Linked DNA regions of Mus musculus: all the other regions are linked to region 3. Evidence: chromatin contacts called from public promoter capture Hi-C data. All regions are on one chromosome and are shown on one strand. The core of a region is the stretch at or near the end of the contact, and the rest is flanking DNA. Distances in the headings are between cores, read along the strand shown.

The links. Promoter capture Hi-C pulls out the DNA fragments that hold promoters and counts their contacts.
Region 1: a contact with region 3 is called in a promoter capture Hi-C map of pre-B cells, with 2.2 times the contacts expected there. The contact joins the promoter of Zbtb2 here to the promoter of Vip in region 3. A contact is called at or near these places in 2 of 39 promoter capture datasets (the 3T3-L1 cell line and pre-B cells).
Region 2: a contact with region 3 is called in a promoter capture Hi-C map of embryonic stem cells, with 3 times the contacts expected there. The contact joins the promoter of Cnksr3 here to the promoter of Vip in region 3. A contact is called at or near these places in 2 of 39 promoter capture datasets (embryonic stem cells and hippocampal neurons).

What each region holds. Positions count from the first base shown.
Region 1 is chr10:4,385,306-4,389,813 of GRCm38.p6, forward strand. It overlaps Zbtb2 (zinc finger and BTB domain containing 2), which reads right to left and starts at 2,803. Exons shown (of 3, transcript NM_001033466.3): 1 at 2,540-2,803.
Region 2 is chr10:7,209,547-7,214,542 of GRCm38.p6, forward strand. Cnksr3 (Cnksr family member 3) reads right to left here and starts at 2,691. Exons shown (of 13, transcript NM_172546.2): 1 at 2,086-2,691. The coding sequence starts at 2,137.
Region 3 is chr10:5,637,796-5,642,871 of GRCm38.p6, forward strand. Vip (vasoactive intestinal polypeptide) reads left to right here and starts at 1,423. Exons shown (of 7, transcript NM_011702.3): 1 at 1,423-1,575; 2 at 2,823-2,939; 3 at 4,674-4,799. The coding sequence starts at 2,833.

The DNA of each region.
Region 1 (4,508 bases), core at 1,553-4,052, 1.3 Mb before region 3:
CCAGGGGACAAAGGTCTCTAATGCCTACTAGTGCGTCTTTCTGTCACACTTTCCACCTGTTTTTTTAAAAAAAATACGATGTTTTCAACAATTGGCCAGTTCCTTAGCTAGGAAAAAACAAAAAACATGGAATCCCAAGTTTACTAAATGAGAAACAATGTCATGCTTAAAAGAATTTACAGGCTGGAGAGATGGCTCAGTGGTTAAGAACACTGAATGGTCTTCTGAAGGTCCTGAGTTCAAATCCCACAACCACATGGTGGCTCACAACTACCCGTAATGAGATCTGGTGCCCTCTTCTGGTGTGTTCGAAGACAGCTACAGTGTACTTATGTGTGATATTAAATAAATCTTTAAAAAATTTACATTCTTAAAAATTATCAAGGTCTCAAATATCCTGACCAAACTAAAGCTGTTACTATGAATGTCCCCACCCCCAAATTTGATTTTTTTTTCTGTTTGTAAGAAACCATAATAATGAGAATTAAAATGTCCTAGGGTTTTTTTCTTCTTTGAACAGGGTTTGTAGTCCTGAAACTCATTCTGTAGACAAAGCTGGCTTCGAACTCAGAGATCTGCCTGCCTCTAAGACTAACACACTTGCAAAATGTATTCTAATTTCATGACTCTCAGAATAAAATGTTAGTTGTACAAATGCCTTGGTCTGGTGGTCAGGGTCTATACCGACAGTGTCAACCACGAAGGACACACAGACCATTTAGACACATTGAGTTCATCCCTTCCGATAGCCTCAAATCCATTCTCTCTCTCTCTCTCTCTCTCTCTCTCTCTCTCTCTCTCTCTCTCTCTCTCTCTCTCTCTCTCTCTCTCTTTTTGAGACAGGGTTTCTCTGTGTAGCCCTGGCTGTCCTGGAACTCACTTTGTAGACCAGGCTGGCTTCGAACTCAGAAATACGCCTGCCCCTGCCTCCCAAGTGCTGGAATCAAAGGCGTGCGCCATCACGCCCGGCAAATCAATTCTCTTTATGCCATATTTTATTAAAACAATACACCCTGAAGATGAATAAAATCTAGGCGCTCGCGCTAAGTGGGCCAAAGGTATTGTATGATGATGGTGGGAAAGAACAATACTGACTGGGAGAGAGACTCCCCGAGGTGTGATTAAGTTGTTCGAGAAGTTGGGTGGGAAGTTCTCGCAGCAAATAGCCTGTCAGGCACAAGATTTTTTCCTCTTACTGCTCGGCTGCGGGATCTAATTTGCAGGAGTCTTTATAACCCACTACCAGCTAAAAGCAACAGAAAGCTTGCACCCTACACAGCTTTCAATTGTGCATGCACTCTGATCTGTGAACGAACGGTCTGGGAGCTTGTGCTTAACGCCTGCAGCAACCCAAACCCCTAACTCCCCGGCACAGACTCTCCCAGCCTGGCCCAACAGGCAGAGGAGGGCGCGACCGCTCCGGCTGCAGCCCTAGGCAGCGAAGACCCGCCCAGGAGGCCTTGGCCCCGCCCCGCAAGGGAGGGGGCGGAGCGGGCGGAGCGGCGTCCGGGTCCGCCCCAGGGGCCCAGGGGAGGGGGAGCAACGCACTCTGGTCGCGCCGCTCGCTCGCTCGCTCGCCCCTCCCTTAGGCCCCGCACGCTCGCGCCCGCGCCCGCGCCCGCGCGCCCGCGCCCCGAGTCCCGCGGCGCCCAACACAATGCCGACGCCTACGCCTCGCGCGCGCACCGCCCCGGCCGGCGCCACGGCCCCGGCGCCAGGGGCGTGGTGGAGGGGCGGGAGGGGGGAGGGGAGGGGAGCAGCGCGCGCGAGAGCCTCAGACAGCGCGAGACCCGAGGCCGGAAGCGCGCGTGCGCGCCCCCGCCCGCGAGCGGGAGGCGGAGCCGTAGCAGTAGCGACAGCAGCTGTAGGAGCCGCTGCAGCTGGGAGACGCGCCAGAGAGGCCGGGCCTGCTCCGGTCCGACCGGATCCCTCCCCTCCCCCTCCCTGCTGCCTCCCCTCCCCCAAACCCACTTCCGCAGCTCGCGGCCTGGCCGCCGAGGCGGCGAAGACAACAACCCCGGCGGGAGGCGACGGCCGAGTACGCACCTGATGGGCCCACCTGGCGGGGCTCCGGCGCGGGACCGCTCACCGGCAGCCGCCCGCTCCGGACGCCCTTGGCCGCGGCGGGCAGCAGACACCGGCGACTAGGACCGGAACGCGGAGCGCCCCCTCCCCTTGCGCCCGCCCTCTCGGCTTCCGTCCCCTCCCCCTCCTGCGAAGCCCCGGATGGAGCGGCCGCGACTCGCCGCCGCCCGGCTGCCTGGATGGTTTTGTCAGGCGGCTAGGGCCCCGGCGCCTGGCGCCGTCGCCGCCCCCGCCCCGCCGGGGCCGCCCCCGCCCCGGCGCCCCGCGCGCTAGGGCCCGCCGCCTGCCTTCGCCGGGAGCCCCGGGACCGGGAGTCATTCGTCGCCTTTGTTGCCACGGCCGCTGCCGGAACCGTTTGCGAGCTCCGGCGGCTCCCGCCCCTCCCTGCTGCTTCCCGGAGCCCGGGCCGGGGGCGGCACGTGGGCCCCGGGACGCGGTGGCGGTGCGCGCTTACCTGTCGCCGGTGCGGGCGGCCGCGGCGGGGCGTGAGAGGGGAGGCAGAGCCGGGCGGCCTGGCCTAACTGTCCCCGCCGCCGCCTCTGCCCCGCGTTGCTGCTGCTGCTGCTGCTTGCTGCTGCCGCCGCGGTCGGTGTCTCCGGCGCGGCGGCGGGCGGCGGCGGCGGGGCTTTTCCTGTCCGGTTACGTTAAGGTCACATGACCGAGAGAGCGGAGCGACTAGTGCAAAGCGGCTGAGAGCGGCTCCCGCCGGGGGGGAGAGGCGGCGAGAGAGCAGTGGCGGCAAGAGCCCCTCCGCCCCCCCAGCCGCTCCCCTCCCCCCTGCCCGCCCGCCTCCGCCTCCTGCTGCTCTGCCGCCGTCGCCGCCGCCGCCGCCGCTGCTGCCGCCGCCTGCAGCTCGGCGCTGCGGCTTCCACCCAGCCTGGGCTCGCGGCCCCAGCCAAAGTTCTGCAAGCCATGTGCAGCTGAGGCGAGGAAACTTCTCAGCGGCCGGGCCCGGAGGCTGGCGGCCCGGCCCCCTTGTTTACAGAGTGTTTAGGTAGGACCAGTCCTGCCGCTGCAGACGGTCTTTTCAGGGGTGCAGAGGGAGACGCATGCCCGTTCTCCTGTCAAGAGATGCTTGACATCTCTTGGCTCTCTCTGCCTTTGTCCTTGGACTGCTCCGGGTTAGCTATTCGTCCGAAGATACGGAGTTGGGCTGTTGTTGATCGGTGCTGGCTGAAAGTCATACAGAAGTAGCTATCGTTGCATGTCCTGTGTTGCGAGGTCGAGGTGCTTGCTGCGTTGCATAGGCGACTTGTAGGCTAAGCTGTTTCCGTTAGGATTGAGTGGGATACTTCCCTGCGCGTTAAGCTTTGTGGTGCTTTGCGCTGTGTGCATTTGGACAGGACGATACTCTGGTTGACTTTTGGTCTCTTGAGGATCTAGTGGAGTAGAGTCAAGAGTTGCCATCCTGTGGGGTGTGTTAAAGGGAGATTCTGAAACAGGTAACATGGCGGGGGAATTGGAATGCCCTGATTGAACCTTCTTAAGGGTTTAAAGTTGACCTTTTATGTTTCCCTTTTGCTAGAAGTTGTGCTTCAGGTAGTACAGTTTTATCCCTTTTGCGTGCTTGAGTTAGTGGTTTACTTTACATAGCTTAGATTTTACGCTTGTTTGTAAATAAGTGCTGGCAGCTAACACTTGGCTTGCCAGCACAGAAGTCTGTAAGGACCTTGATGCCAAACCCGTTTGGTTTTGAAAGTCAGACTCCTAGCACAATGCTGTACACTGACTGTGCGTCCTAGAAACCTCGAGTGAGTGTGCTTAGCAATCCAGTTGTATGTACACCTACTGATGACTAATTTCTTCGAGGATGTAAACATCTGTGTAGCTGTAGTGTTGCCCAGTGTGAGTAACAGATCCCGTGGATACCTGCCTTGAACTTTCCTAGCCTTTGATCAGCTAGATGAATGGCTTGTAGAGTGCTTAAACGTCTGCGTCCACAAACGAGTCCTGACCGTGACCTGCGAGTTCTAGGGCATTATCAGTAAAACAGCAGTGCTGTCCTTCACACTGGAATGCTCTATTTCCTTTAGAAAGAGACCAACATGAATGTGATTTGTTGTGTAGAGAGAGTCATGGTTAAGGTTTTTAGGTTCTTCGTTCTTTCAAGTTGAGATTGTGGAGTTCTTTGTGAAGGTGGTTTGATGGAAGGACGTCTTTGAGACAGAATGTCAAAAGCTATGCAACTCTTGGCTGCTTTGGAACTTGTCACAATTCTATTTCCTTTGGGATGCTGGGATTAGATTATAAGGGTGTACCACATACCATCTCTCTGAGTCTTAAGGAATAGTTTGTCAGCACTTTGTAACAGTTTCACAGAAACAACCTGGTGGTAAGCTCTTACTCTGGTTCTAAAGACTTGTGCTAAGAGCACATATCCCTGTTCCCTCAGGACCTGCTGGAGCAATATGTTGTCTAGAGCA
Region 2 (4,996 bases), core at 1,441-3,940, 1.6 Mb after region 3:
AATCTTGGATGTTGCCATCACAGTATGTAACCTAAAATGAGTGAACATCCGGGGTCCTGAGCTCGACCACCACGACTGCTCGTTCAGGGCAGCACAAGAGTTTTCCTAGATGAAAGTATCCTCAACCAAGCCTTAAAGCCAAAGGTACCCCAAAATGTGTTTTAACATTTCTTCCTTTTAAATCAATGACAATAATAGGATGAGAATTAACATTTTTCTCCCTTCTAAGAGAAATGAAGGAAAAAACAAAGGGGAGAGAGGGCCTCTCTCTCTCTCCTGTGTGCCTGTTAACCATTTTTCTGTTACCTTATCAAGTCTGGCAGAGCCACAGGAAAGCCAGCGTGATCCTCTGACACCTCTTCATGAGACTAGAACAGTACCATAAACAAAGATAGAATATGAGCCATAAGCCTGAGCCATGTTACCACTAAACGTAGAAGCCCTAATTCAGAAAATAAAAAGTAAACAGTTGGAGTTAATTTTAGTAGTATATTTTATTCAAAATACCATCTCATCGATATGTAATAAGTAGGAAAATCGTTAATATTTTCTACTCCTTCTTCACACTGAGTCTCCAGACACCCTGTGCATTGCATACCTAGTACCTGGCAATAACAATCAGCCACATGTCAAGGACTTGAGAGTAAATGTAGCTACTGGCTCAGCAGGCTCTGAGGACCCCTCCATGGTAGTCAAGCAAGCCATCTGCTTCCTCTCAGCAAGCTAGCTGGAGCACCTGGTACCGTCTTCAGTACAAGTTACACTTCAAGTTAAGGGAAGGGGCTTAAAATAACTTAAGTCTACTGCTGCTAACCATGTTTTACTGCTCACTCAGCCAGAGTCACTCAGGCCTATGTAGTCATCCTTTTTCCCATGGCTTTACTTTGAGAGTCCTGGAAAAGTCTGGCCGATAGAAAAAACCTACTTCCTAAGACAGTATTCTGTGTTTTCCTCCAGAAGCCAGGGATAATCAGACATACACCAGACTCTTCACTACCTGGACAGCCCCTTTCCAGTGACCTATATAAGACACTGGCTTGAGAAATGACAGGATGGGGTTTCCATTGTCACAGACGGGTAGGGCAGCTTGAAAGATAATCTGAACACACCAGCATCACTGACTACTCACGTCTACTGAGACGAACAAAAACAAAGGGAGAGAGAGTGCTTAGCCAAGTCTTCACCTGGAAGACCAATGGGGGTTTGGGAGCAGGGGTGGATAACTTGAAACAGATGTTGAAGTGAGGAGGTGGGACCCCTGAGATTCCACTGGTTGATTTCGGTAAACTTTGTACTATTGAAAGAGGTCAAAGAGAGCTGAGTAACTCTAGCAACTATCCCTAGCAATCACGGGAGAGACAAGATAAAGTAACAGGGACCCTTCCACTCCTGCTACACCGTCCAGCACCCACTGAGTTTCCTCTTCCCGAGTACTGTACAGAACCAGACTGTAGTCCAGACACTCGGCTCCCTCTCAGTGCTTAACTGGCCTCAAAACGCTGCGCCCTTGGGGGTCCTGGCGCCTCCAGAGCTGAGTCCCTGCCTCTGCGGGAGTCCTGGCGCTAGGGTCCTCGCAGGCGCGAAAGCCCGTTCGCCCTCTCCAACCCAAACAAACAGGCTGGGCTGGCCGCAGGAGCCTTCGTCTACCTGCCCAACTGCCAGGTCACGCCCGCGAACTGCTCTGGGCCCGCAGCCTTTACTAGATCCAGGGCCAGGGGCAGTCACCCACACAAAGACGCCTTGTGCCTCTGCGCTTGGCTACAGGCAGCAAGTCCACCGTACCCGAACTGGCAGAGAGAGTGCCCTGGCGCCAAATCCCAAGCCCCACATTCCCAGCCAATCTTCCACGGAAAGGCCATCCCATAGCTCCCTGACTTAAATATAGGTGTCCAGTCGGCTGCAGTCAACGCGCACCCCCACCGAAAGAAACCGATCGGAGCAGGCGCACCAGAAAGAGACGCACAAGCCGCTCAGTAGAAGTTTGCTTTGTCGCCGGCAGGAGGGGCAGAGCACTCCAGTGCCCAACTCTTGGCCCGCCCCATCTCCCCGGCTGTAGGGCGCGGGGGTCCTCCACGGCTCGCTCACCTCTAGTCCAGTCCACCACTTGTTTGGGGCTCCACTTGGTCACGGGCTCCATGGTAAGCAGCTTCGCTGTCCGCTGGGCTAGGCAATCGACAGGAGTCCTGCAGCCTGCGCCCGTGGTTGTCCCCTGCGTGTGCCGGGAGTCCGCTCAAGCCTGCATGGCCGCAGTCAGCGGGCCATCGCGCTGCGGTTTCTGCGAGGGAAGCGCGGCCCTGGGTCTCTGCGCACGGGACAGCTATGTCCCGTACGGCTGCTCCCCGCAGCTACCGCTGTCCAGATGCAGTTCCCCCGACGCCGCTCTCTGCTACAGCTGCTTCTCCGCAACCACCGCAGCAGCGGGAGCAGGTTGCAACCTCAAACCCCAGGCCGGGGCTGCCCTGGCGTGGGACTCTTCTGGCCGGGAACTTCTAGGTCGGCTGGCCCTCCGCGGCTCCTGCGAGCGGTGTCCGTCCCCGAGGTCCCCACTCCGCGTGCGCCCCCGCCTCGAGCCTTCCCGCCAGTGGGTCCCACCTCCTGCGCCACCGTCGCGGGCCGCCCGGGCGGAGGAAAAAAGCGGAGCGTGCGCGCTCGGGTTGCAAAGTTTCTGCTCCGCTCGGCGCTGCCGGAATAAGAGAGGGGGCGGGGCGGAGCGGGAGCAACACGTGAGAGGGGCGGGGCCGCGATGACGTAGACTCCGGTTTCTTTCCCTCCTACGTCCCAGCTCCGGACGCCAGGGATCTACTTTTCCTCTTCAAGGGGTGGGCTGGAGCTGCAGCCTGAGTCCTGGAGAGCCGCTTGGCTCCGAAGAGGTCCCAGCTTAGTGGCAGCTGAATCCTGTAAACAGGTTTTTTTGTCTTTGTGTGTTGGTTTGAGATGTGTCTGTTCTCGTTTTTAAAAGCTTCGAGTCGCAATCTCGCCTTAGCTATTCAGCCTTTTAAGTTTCCTAAAGTAGGCCAGTTGTGTGTGTTTTGGACAAATGGATGGCGGTGTGCCACTGCTCCAAGGCCGCTACAGTGTATCAACTCTTCGGTTTAATAACACCAGAATGGCAGCTCTTTGAGTTGTGTTTTGACATAATGTAATAGTCATATTTTCAAAATGACCTAACGCTCGATTCAGATTAGTCATTAACCCTGAGGCGAAAGTTGTCAGCGAGCCAAAAAAGAAAAGAAAAAAAGAGAGAACCTTGCCTAGTTCAGCCTCTGACAGGGAGAGGAAAGCCCTTTCTGTACTACAAGCCTCAATTTGGAAGCAGAGCGCGGGTCTGGGGAAAACCCTATAACCGGTGTTTACCTCCCTCCCACACACATGCAGACACTCTTTTGGCCCTAGTGAAGTCTTCTTTCAATTATAGTTATTGATTTCCATCTTCCCCTGAGCAACTATTAACCCTATCCAAGGAGGAAGCTGCTTGTTATTGGGGTATATTGAGCTGGATCTGATCTTCCCCTTCCAACTACTTATCTTCTGAAGTAAGGGAGTGGCTAGTGTTTATTGATTCAGTAAATACCCGCAGTTGCTTTCCCTGCACCAACCACTGCGTTCATATTTCCTCTGTTAGGATAGCTGCTCTCTATTACACGTGAGAATCACTGCTAGCACCCAGCTATCTGTTGTATAGTGAGTGTTTTGGGTGTACAGCGTACACACTGTCTTAGCCTTCCTGAGCAATTCGTCTATGCAATGGAGAGGTACAACTATCAAAAATAGCGATTTTTTTTTTTTAACCAAGAGTAATTACCCAACCCAGAAACTTGACACCGGCCATGAGAAAATTCCTGGTAGAGTAGCTGCCCTCTTTTTAAGAAATGATCTTTGACATCTGTCTTTCCTTAACCATCTTGACCTCTGCACAGTGGGAACTGTGCCTACAGTTTCGAAAATAGCTATATGATTAGATGACCAAGCAAGTAATTCATCTATAAACAGTGCTGCCTTCCAAAGGGGACACAGTAGTAACGAAGTTGAAAGACGATGAATCTGGCTGCATAACCCCTGGAATCACAAAGAGGAGCAAATGCTATCAAATGCTTTCGCTGTAGAATTTTCCTTGATGTTTGACAATGTTCTCTTGTTCCTTTGCATCTGTTGCATTAAAAGCTGGAGTTCCAGAGTCCAGTTTGCTGAATTTCATCCCACAGATAACACAATCTATACTCGGCGCATAAGCAGAATATGCAAAGAAAGCCAAGTTAAAAATCTCTGACCAATTAACTATCTAAATGAATTAGCAACATGTTTACTCCTCCAGTCCTGCAGGCTAATTGCTATGTAAATAAGGCCTTCTACCTTAATTATAGCTGTTAGCCTGTGAAAGTTCTAGGGTGTGCTGACTGCCAGCCCAGATGTAAACTTTACATAGAAAGTTTGGCACATCAAAGAGGAGGGATTTTTAGATAAGCAGCTATGGAAATTGGTGTATATGCAAAAGCGATCAGTTATACACTTGCCAGTTTTCTTCCTGCTTGTCCCTGGTGGTGTGGTTCCTTGGTACCCACACTCTTCAGCAGGGGCACCCTTCCTCCTTTCTGCCTTGATGCTGCCAGGGCTCCTCCAACATTAGGAAATGGACAAAGCTTTTGACTGAATTTGATATGTTACAGTGTGGATACAAGAACCCAGTCTTCTGTGTTTCCTTGCATCTCCTTTTCTTGGCCAGCCGCCTTGCGTGTTTAGGTCATTTATTCAATCAACAAAATATGTTGTAAATGCTCCTGCCATACTGAATTGAGTATGAAGAAGATTAAAGATCTCACAGCTAGTGACTCTTGGATATCATGGGACTTTGCCAGGAAGGGTTTTCTTCTGTCACCTTTAGTCAGAAGACAAAGACCAAGGGGGTATAGAGGGGACATGGACCAGCGAGTTTGGGAATCAGTTTCACATTAATAATTTGAGTCTCTCAAAATTTATTGGTATTAGTTGAGAAGTAGGA
Region 3 (5,076 bases), core at 173-2,672:
TGAAGTTGTTTCACCGAGGGTTTTGGTGACAATGATCTCAGGATAAAAAAAGAAGATCCATATGAAAACTATTTTAACCTCTAGTTTGTAACAACTAGCTTAAAAAAAAAAAAAAAGATTTCCTGGAATTAAGCCACAGGAACTCTGGCTTAAGTCAGACCTGTCAGCTGGACAACAAAATTCCAGACATTTTGAAATTTAATTCATTTAATTTTTCTTGTAAATGGATTAGAAAATATGATTAAGCTCTAGCAAGATAATTCTCACTGCATTGGCCGGCCCTCAGTGCAACAAAGAGAGACTAAAATCTTAGAGGACAATAAAGTAAAGAAAATTGAGAGCTATATATCCCTAAGGATATACGTAATAAAACACACACACACACACACACACACACACACACCAGGACTTTTAAATGAATGGACATTGCCTTTGTTTTCCATGACACTCTTAGGATAGCTGCATTTTGACATTAAGTCCCAATTAAATGTATGTCAGGCTACTTTGAGGTTAAAATCAACAAAAAAAAATTAAGCATTCATCACAGTACTCTACAAAGGTCTTTTCCCTGATCCTTTGAAATCACATTTATGTAAAGCGACTGAGTTGGAGATTCTGAAGTAGGGTGAGTTTTGAGGGCAAACAAAGTGATTCAACATTATGCAAAGACATAAAATGAGGAGAATGCCTTTGAAGAGAAAGAGAGATTCAGTCCCTGGAGTATACAGTCTGATCATTATTTATTTTTGGAATATTTGATATAGTGGGCAAAGAGAAGGAGTGGGAATTATGATATTTTAAACAAAGTGTAGAAGAGTGCTAGTGCCATGGCTTACACAACAGCGTGTATACTATAGCATCTTAGACACATAATGGAACCCCTCTCCCCGAGGATTAGACTCAACATAAAAGAAGTGTAATAATAGAAAGATGCAAAATCATTTATGACTGCTTTTTAAATTAGAGTAGGTTTCTAGAAAACTTTAATTCAGATATGCATAAGCAGCATAAAGTTTTTTAAAAGGCATTAAAGCAATTGACACTTTGTAGAAACGAGGAATTATACTCTAAGCACAACACAAGTTTTCTGCATTTGTTCCTGAAGAAAGTCCTTATTTTCTAAGGTACTCCTAGGCCCTGTCTATAACATTATAATCATCTTCTAGTTCATCACAGCTAAGTAAAGATTAAAGCATTGCACATCCAGCTAAGTACTTTTCTTTTTTTAAAAAAGAGTTCATTTCCTCTCTCTTGAACTTGTTTGCTATAAATGTATATAAATCAGGCATGATGACAATTTAATAAGAACTTCAAGACCTGTTCATCCCATGGGATCACTACTGTGACGTCTTTCGGGGAGCCTTCTGATTGCTCAGCCCGAAGCACAAGCCCTATAAAATGAGAGACTTTGAGATGCTGGTCAGCTTGGACAGCAGAGCACTAGCCAGCTACAGCCAACCGTTCCCCAGGAACCGGGAACAGACTGGTGGAGCCTTCCCTAGAGCAGAACTTCAGCACCCTAGACAGCTGCCACGAAGCCGGAAAGGCAGCCCTGCCTGAAGGAAACAGCCAAGGGTAAGCAAAATCTTCCACTTCTTCCTCTCCTCTCTGTCACTGGGACTTTGAATAGGAGTTTGTGAAAATTTCTCTCTTAAAAAGAATTTTACAGTGTTCGTCTTTTTGCAATAGCCAAATACAATAATCATGACAAGTCACTGAATAAAGATAGAAATGCCTCAATTTCTCTCTTATGACCCCATCTGCTTAGAGGATTCTTAGTCCTGCTTAATCCTTCATTAAGTATTGCCTTTTAAAAAATAAAGTAAGACGAGTTTGCTTGTGGGGGGGGTTTTGAGCAAAGTGTTCAGCTTGATGCATTTGTTTTGGGGGTTTTCAATCTGCGTTTAAAGAGCTTTTCTTTCTGTTTCTAAACAGATCGAGCCTAGAAAGCACTCACTTTCTTTATCATTTAATTTTTAAGTGCTATGACTTTTGTAGGTACCAAGAGGTAAAACCCTTGAAGATCTCTGTGCTAGCTCGACAGTGTTTACAAATAGGACATGTGAATAGATCGAATGCAGGATGCATGGGCTCTACAGATAAAGGCATATAAATCGATTTCCTGGAAAAACTTGTTCCAGTGCCAAGTGACTCTGAGGGCATTAAGTTTTATCCTTGAATAAATTTGCTTGGGCCTTGGTTTAAAGAAATAACTTATCAGTGGTTTCTATAACAAATACAGAGAAAATAAGAATTTCAATGTAATATGTATACAAGATTTTTGCCTTAATGATACAAATCTATACTTTATATACATATATGTACTATGAACATGCAAACTCTAAAATACAATTGGCTAGAAGGAAAATTAATTAGGTAATACCCCAGTTTTACATCAATCAGATATTATAGCTTTAAGGGGGGAACCCAACAAATTCCTTGTGGCTGTTTCCTTCAACAGAAAAGACATTATGCTATGACGACTCTGTTATCAAAACACAGAGCCTAAAGTTATCTGCCTCCAGCACAACAGAAGCATGGCCCTGGATAGACACTAAAATTAATTGAGTGCCCGCAGAGGGAAAGACAAAAGGGAGCTGAGCCGGTGTTCAAATGCCTTTATCCTGGGGATGGATTCCATTTCCAAACCAGTGCTAGAAAACTAGCGTTATTTTACAAAGTAATCTTATGTCAGTAAGTCTGACTCTTTCCTGAAGAGAAATGACCATTTTCAACTTGGCAAGAGCCCCTGGTGGGGTTGCTAGACCCTCTGAAATGTTGCCAAGTGTGGCTGGGAGAGCCAGCATCCTTTCTCTTTTCAGAGGCACCGAGATGGAAGCCAGAAGCAAGCCTCAGTTCCTGGCATTCCTGATACTCTTCAGTGTGCTGTTCTCTCAGTCGCTGGCCTGGCCTCTCTTTGGACCACCTTCTGTAGTGAGGTAAGTTTCATTCTGGGAAAGTGTGCTTTCAATTCAGATAAGTAGGCAGGCATTCCTCTGCATCTAAATGAGATTTCCCACATGTTATTTTGGAGAGTGTTGCATTTCAAATCACATATTATTTATTTCAATATTTTGGTTGTAGTGTTGAGCAAATTCATTTCCAATGGGAAAAAAAAACTTATTCTGGACTCTGGAATTCACCTCCAGTACATAGAATACAACATCAGTGGCCAGTCTTGCGTACCAGATGGATCCCATTTCTAAACTAGTGTTAGGAAGCTAACAACTTCTTATTTTCATCTCAGGCCTGTTCTGTTTCCAGTAGAAAAACTTCATTTAAATTTATATTTAATAAAAATGATTATAATATTAGTACTTTGTCAATGAGATATATACACATGAAATTCTGTTGAACAGAAATCAGTCTTGGAAGAATCACCCTGCCAATAATAAGGACCATGAGGAAGGATGTATACAATCCTCATAGAATTCTCTATTTGAACCAAAAAATTCTTAGTTTTACTATTTGACATAAGAAAGTTTATACTTTACATGCATCAACTTAACCTAAAATAAGATAGACTTATGTTAATAGTCAACTCATACTTAAGCTTTCTAATCTACAGGATCACTATTATCTAAAGGTAGATCATCATGTCTTTGACTATTTGCCTGTTCTTATGTTCAGAAAAGTGAGTAGTCTCTCAGCACTAATGTTCTCCCTGAAATTGTATAACGTACTACCTCTTCCATATCATTTGACAACTAGAGTCCCAACGCCTGTATCTCAGCAGATGAACAAGTCACAGGAATGTTGGAATTCACAGTCTGTTCAGCATCAGGCCCATGGATGGCCACTTTTACTATCTGCTACATCATCTCCCAGAGATACCAAAGTGCCCTAGAACTGAAACCGTTTAGAAGTTTACCCCAATATTACACACACACACACACACACACACACACACACACACACACACACACACACACTTTTAATAGAGCAGTGGCATTAAAAATACACAAGCGTCAACAAGTAGGTTATATGCCATATATCATAAATGAAATTCCTATTTTGCAGTACAGCATCATATGTTTCTAATCAGCCTGTGCTCATACACACAGCATGAGGATCTAGAGGGAGTCCTTACATTCACTATATTAGAATAACCATTCTCAAATGTGCACATCTGTTGGGTTGATCAATAAAGAGAAATATACCATGAGATGTAAAGCTTTGTGACACACATTAGGGGACTAGAAAAAGACAAGCAGGTTGCACACTGCTTCCATCATGTATTTGGATAATGGATACTAAATGCCACCACTTCTATGAGTAAGTATCAGGTTTTGTGTTTAATATTTGCTTTTGGTATGTTTATATCTTGCATAAATTGTTCTACCTCTTAATGCTGCTTCACAAACGGACAGCATGACATACACCGGGACAGTGTTCTTTGCTTATAGCTTCACTAGAATTGAATTAAGTGGAAATTACGTTTGGTTTAGAAATCTTGGACAAGCTGAATGACATCATTTTTGTGAGCTCACACAAAATTACTACTTATATCCTCATTAAATGTGGAAGCCATAGAGTCAAATTCTCCTGTCCTTATCTTGCAAACAGATATGTTTCAATTGTTTGTTCTCTGGTTTCAAGTAGTTGCCAGACCATAAATACCACCTTCAAGAAAAAACTTTATTGCATGTCTAGTGGAATTTTTCTTTCCTTAGTAGGCTGGATGACAGGATGCCGTTTGAAGGAGCAGGTGACCCTGACCAAGTCTCTTTAAAAGCAGACTCTGACATCTTGCAGAATCCCTTAGCAGAAAATGGCACACCCTATTATGATGTGTCAAGGTAAGTTCACTCTTGTTTATCTTACTTAGGAAACATAGCTGAAAGACTAAATATTCTAGTTTTATCTTTTAAAGGGATAGCTTTTTAATGACACTTCTCAGTCTGGTTAATATCTCTAGCAACTCTTTCAGCTATCCATATGGATAGGTGGTAAAAAAGCAGGATAAAAATATAATTTATCTATATGTCTAAACATGTTATTTATCTTTATTTATGCTCTTTTGAGCATCATGCTCAGATTATTACACAAAGCCCAGATAAAATTTAAGCACTTAGC